Linked DNA regions of Ovis aries: region 2 is linked to region 1. The links are chromatin contacts, called in public Hi-C maps. All regions are on one chromosome and are shown on one strand. The core of a region is the stretch at or near the end of the contact, and the rest is flanking DNA. Distances in the headings are between cores, read along the strand shown.

Evidence for each region. Hi-C and Micro-C count contacts between places; a contact is called where the count stands out from the background.
Region 2: a Hi-C map of hypothalamus shows a contact between it and region 1, with 4 times the contacts expected there. The contact joins two enhancer-like sites. A contact is called at or near these places in 4 of 16 Hi-C or Micro-C datasets (blood, hypothalamus, liver and 1 more).

What each region holds. Positions count from the first base shown.
Region 1 is chr2:107,470,121-107,472,820 of ARS-UI_Ramb_v3.0, forward strand. All of the region lies in intron 2 of GALNT7 (polypeptide N-acetylgalactosaminyltransferase 7), which reads right to left. Among named protein-coding and RNA genes, the nearest start is that of HMGB2, 71 kb to the left of the region's middle. Within about 2 kb of position 1,256, at least 25 of the 54 cell types and tissues checked have an H3K27ac peak or open chromatin away from gene starts, as enhancers often do. A contact at or near this core is called in hypothalamus, where this site is marked.
Region 2 is chr2:107,539,284-107,541,983 of ARS-UI_Ramb_v3.0, forward strand. The region is part of intron 1 of GALNT7 (polypeptide N-acetylgalactosaminyltransferase 7); the gene reads right to left. Among named protein-coding and RNA genes, the nearest start is that of GALNT7, 4.5 kb to the right of the region's middle. Within about 2 kb of position 1,313, at least 12 of the 54 cell types and tissues checked have an H3K27ac peak or open chromatin away from gene starts, as enhancers often do. A contact at or near this core is called in hypothalamus, where this site is marked.

The sequences.
Region 1 (2,700 bases), core at 6-2,505:
TCAGTTTCCCACAGACAAGCTTAACAAAGTTATTAATAATTAATCATATTAACATTTGCATAGCTCTTAGAGTTTTCGAGGCACTGTATTATTTCGCTCTGTCAATGTGACTGAGATAGCTTTCTACAAAACATAAATTCGACAGGAGTGTAGGCAAGAGGAAAGGTTAAACAGGAGAAGCAGATGAATTTGCTCAACTAGTCAAAATATTTAATTCATTTGTTTGAAACAAAATAGCTTGGATTCTATATCCCCCAATTGTCTGTCTTCTTGGGCAGAAAAAGGGCAAGAATAATTTCCATGTGTTTGCATCAGCAGTGAGTTCACAGTAAAGGAAATAAAACTGCGCTTTATTAGAAGAAAATCTAACAGACCACAAATGGCACTTGCCACCCATGGGCTGCTCTGGCGGGGCTCTGAGAGGCGGGGTGGGGCTTTGCCCGAGGCTGGAGTCCAGGCACAGCAGCTCCCAGCAGAGCAGTTCTTCTGCCCTTTGCCCCTCCTTGGGCAGTCGTGTCCTTCTTTGTGTCTCTGGACTTCCCTGATTCCTGCCCCCTCCCAAACCCCACCCATTCTAACTCTCATTTGCTCCCTGAGTCTCCTCTGTCTGCTTCTGTGGACTCCACTCAATTTCCTAGGGCGATGCCAGGCCCCCACCCTCCACAGAATCCGGATACCCCAGTAGCCTGACACTCCTCAAGCTCTCCTTAAACCTCTGGGAGGTGGTCAGACCGTGGAGGGGGTCTGCACACACGACCCTCCCTAAGCTTCCAGCTGTATCTCCTCACCTGCTGCGGGACCCCCGGGAGCCGCAGCACCTGCCTTCCTCCCAGTCCCTGCCTGCCGTCCTGTCCTCTGGACCTGTAACCTTCTTCCGGGAAGGCCCCTCAGCCTCGGGCCTGTCTCTAGTGGACCCCCGGGAACCCTTTCCTGGCCCCCTCCCCTCCTCAGGCTCTCACATCACAGTGCCCTTTCCCTTCCCCCACGGGTGGACGGCGAGCGCCCCGAAGGCAGGGACCACACTTCTTACTGCATTCCCGATGGGCTAGCACAGTGCCTGGAGATGCTCCATCTCTGCTGAACCATGCAGAGAGCCATGTGCATGTTTTTTTATAGAAAACAAGTGTGAAGGCAGGTGAAGTCATTCTTGGCTCAAGTCTATAAAAAAAGAAGCAGGCCTCCAGTTCACTCAAAACACTGTTACTCACTCTCCTAACGAGCGATCAACAGCCAGCAAGTGAGTCAGCTCGGGGATGGGATTCAAAACTGTGAGAGACGTGAGCATGACTCACCCCAGCAGCAGCGGGCGGTCCTGTCCAGATTCTCATCTGAAAGGACGATGGAGCGGCCGCAGGAGCGAGCAGGTGAGCCCTGGCAGGTGCCACAGCTGGACAGAAGGCCCAGAGCTGGGTCTCTAAGCGTGGCAGGTGGCTCATTGGTATGTGCGGCAGAGGCCAGAGAGCAGGCTGATCAGACCCCACAGCTGCGGAAATTCAGTCCTCGTGAGGATCGTTCTCCACAGGGTGTGCATGAGTGACATGAACACAGGAGATGCTCTCAGCGCTGTCTGTAGAGCACACGTGTGCATGCTCAGTTGCTAAGCTGAGTCTGACTCTGCGACCCCATGGAGGGTAGTTCGCCAGGCTCCCCTGTCTGTGGGATTTCCCAGGCAAGAAAACTGGATCACTGGGAAAGACCCTGTTGCTGGGAAAGACTGAAAGCAGAAGGCAAAGGGGGCGGAAGAGGATGAGATGGTTAGATAGCATCACCGACTCCGTGGACATGAATTTGAGCAAACTTCCTCCTCCCTCCTCCCAGGATCTTCCTAATTCACAGACTGAACCTGTGTCTCGTGCATTGGAGGGCGGATTCTTCACCACTGAGCCACCCAGGAAGCCCGCCTGTGTAGCAGAAGGAAGGTGCTAACATGCACGCTAGATACAATGCAGAACTTAGCAGCACTTTCTTTGCTGTTGACCTTTTTATTTAGCAGAAAATTCTTTAAGACTGAGCACATTCTAATTGATGAATAACTCAACTCAGAAATTATTTGAGTCTACACTGAATTTTAAAGTGTTCAAACAGGAAAGAAGCCTATCTCATTTTTTTTGAAAAGGGTGAGAAAGAATCAAAATTTTTAAAGTCATCTGGATTCAGTTAAAAAAAAATCTTTTTTCTGGGAGTTATGATGTTTGAAGATTTTGAATATAAGTTTTCTCACTAGCATAGAATTTGACAAAGGAGCTCAGGAGTGGTTTGTTAAGATAGTGTTGGTCCTTTTATCTGATTGGGGCCACAATCTTTGCCGGAACATGCAATAATCTCATTTCTGAGCAGTGCTCCAGTTATGCCAGAAAAAAGAACAAAGAGATGATCAGCCTGTGAAAAGGCATGGCAAGAGGGAGGAAGGGAGATTAGAGGCAAGAGGAAAATTAGAAAGGAAGGGAGCATGCAGGGAGAAAAGAGAGAAAGACAGGAAGAAAGATAATTGTAGAAGAGCAAGACCCAGAGAGATGGGGGCTTTAGAGGCACCTGGTGTGTCAGGGATTATCAAAGGGGATGAGGGCTCTGCCATCAATGGAAGTGCAAGGAGAAAGAGGTCAGGTGGACATGGCTGTGTGGGGCACCCACATTTTCCAAAAAGCAACATAGGACCCCAAAGTTACATAGTTTGGACAAATTGTGACCTGAAGAAAGTGC
Region 2 (2,700 bases), core at 63-2,562, 69 kb after region 1:
TCCTCTACGGCACCGAGTCTCTGCTGCCTGGAGCGATGCCCGGCGCTGAGTAAATGCTCGGTGGGTATGTGACACTTCTCCTGGGGGAGTGACTGCCGCGTTTACAGCGCAAATACTCTCCCAGCTCTGACGTTGTTAATATACCTTCTACCCTTTCACCCTTCCCTCTTCCACCTTACAGAACCCAAATATAAAAGCATTCCTGAGATTCCCTGGTGGTCCAGTGGCTAAGACTTTGAGCTCCCAATGCAGGGGACCAATGAGTTCCATCCCTGGTCAGAGAACTAGATCCCACATACTGCAATTAAGACCTGACGCAACCAAAAAAAAAAAAAAAAAAAATCATTCCTTTCTTAGTTTCAGGCTATGTCCACTCTACTCTAGAGAAACTTCAAATTCTTGATTTCACTAGTTTTCCTCTTCTGTCAGATTGTGCATTCGTTCTTCAGGGGTGAAAATTAGAATCCAAAATACGAACAAAGACAGCAACTGAGGTTGAATAATCAATCACAAGCCGGTTCCAATGTTCGAGAGCCGTTCAAATCTTGCTGACCAAGCTATTTTTTTTCTTTTTTTTAATAACTCAAGTTGGAAATTACAAATGTTTACAAATGGCCCAAGCTCAGAACTCTGACGTTCATTAATGCATTACTTTCTCTCATCTCTAATTTACTATTAACTGATCTAATGCAGTCTTTACCAGAACCAAACTGAAGCCAGTACCTTATCTCCCTTTTCAGGCAGCTGGTCCCATCACAAAATAGTTTCCCAAATTCTATTTCCACACTTTCTTTACTAGTACTTGTGCACGCCCTGAATGGCTGTTCTAAGCCTTTTCCACCTGCTAAGGAGACGTCCTATGACTGCTCCCAGAGTGAGGTGTCCTTACACAGACACCGGAGTAAGGAGGGGAAGGAACCAAGGCCGTGTGGGTGCTCGAGTCTCTTCTTCAACTAGGATGTGATCCCTTTAGAGCAGAGCTTTTCCTTGAGGCTGTCTTGGTGCTCTCAGTGGGGTCTGGAGCAGGGGGTGACGGTGTGTCCCAGAAATTAGAATTGTATTTTGGGTATTCATCCCTGAAGAATGAATATACAATCCGACAGAGGAAGAAAAGTAATGAAATCAAGAATGTGAAGTTTCTAGAGCTGAATGGACACGGCCTGAGGCTGCGAGGGGAATGCTTTTATAGTCAGGGTCTGTGTAGTGGAAGAGGGAAGGTGAGGGAGTAGACTGTGTATTAATAGCTTGGACAGAGTTCTGTGAGAACTGGGAGAGTATCTGCACTGTACTCACGGCAGTCACGCCCTCCACAGATGTGTCAAATACCCACGGAGTGTTTGTTAAGCCCAACCACTGCTCTAACAGGACTGACGTCTGACCTTCCACCACCGGATGGAAAATACTTCCACAGAATCGACAGACACAGAAATTCTTAGGGATGTCTGCAGTTCCAGGGCACCCAGCCCTGCAGGGGAGAGACGTGGATGAATGCTGCAGCACCGTGGAAGGGGAAGGAGAAATTCCACGAGCAGGAAACGTGACTCCTGCCTCTCAAAGACTCAGTGCTTCACAGGCACCTTTAAGAAATGCGACAGCTTCAGAGTCTCAACCCAGGAGAATGCATGTGTACACAAAACTGCATTAATTTCAGGAAGCCTGTAGAACCCAAATTTCTCAGACTTGGCAACATGGGAGGTTTTCACTGCAGGAGCGGGAGAGGACAGCAAAACAGAGAATGAAAGCCAGACTCGGGGCATTTCACATGGGCAACTGAAATAACAGTGACCTCTTCTGATGCTACACTTCTGCTAAGTGACAGCTCCATCCCTAATAAATGAGCTTTTGTTTGAAATAAAATACCATGGTCAAGGGCAGAATTTTTCTGGTTGCAGCTGATCACAGCTGAGATAAAAGGCTTTGCTAGGGTAGAGCCTGACCAACTGGGTAGTCAATTCAGTCACAGTCTCATTAACCAAGGCTCCTTTCCACTGGTCTCAGTTTATCACATAAAACCTCTCCATCTAGCAACAGTTCTTCAATGAGTCCTACTCTGCACGCCCTGAACCTAATGGCATTAATAGTTTGACTTAAGCAACACTGGTACATACTGAGAACCACCAGTTCACATGCAGCTTCTCACCAGCCCTGAATTTGTTATAGGAGAAGCACAGAAGATCTTTCAACATCTCCATTTTAGACCTTTATTTTTGGAGGCTAATGATTCAACTCAGGGCTGGAACCTTGGAGAAATGGTCTAGGAGATACTGTAATTTATTTAATTAAAGGAACTGTCTACACTTTAGAAGTGCTAAACAGATGGTTGTAGTACAAACTGACCTTAAAATATTCTGAGAACAAAGCTTAAAAAGATAAGCCTTCACATTAGAACTGCAAAATGTAACATTGGAATGTACAGATTTTGGTCTTCAGAACCTTCCATGTAATAAACAACCTGTCACTTTCCTATCACTTACTGGGTGATTCTGGCCACCTTCCTTCTCCTTCACTCCCATGTGCGAACACCTAGTCCTGGTGCCTCTGCATCTCCATTGAATAGCTCTTGAATTAACTGACTTTTCTCCCCTTCCCCTGTCACTCTGCCAATTCCATCATCACATCCCACCCGGGCTATTATAACCTCCAACAGGAACTCCCATCTGCTCCTGCTCTAAACCAATACTGCCAGAGTGATTGCTTCAA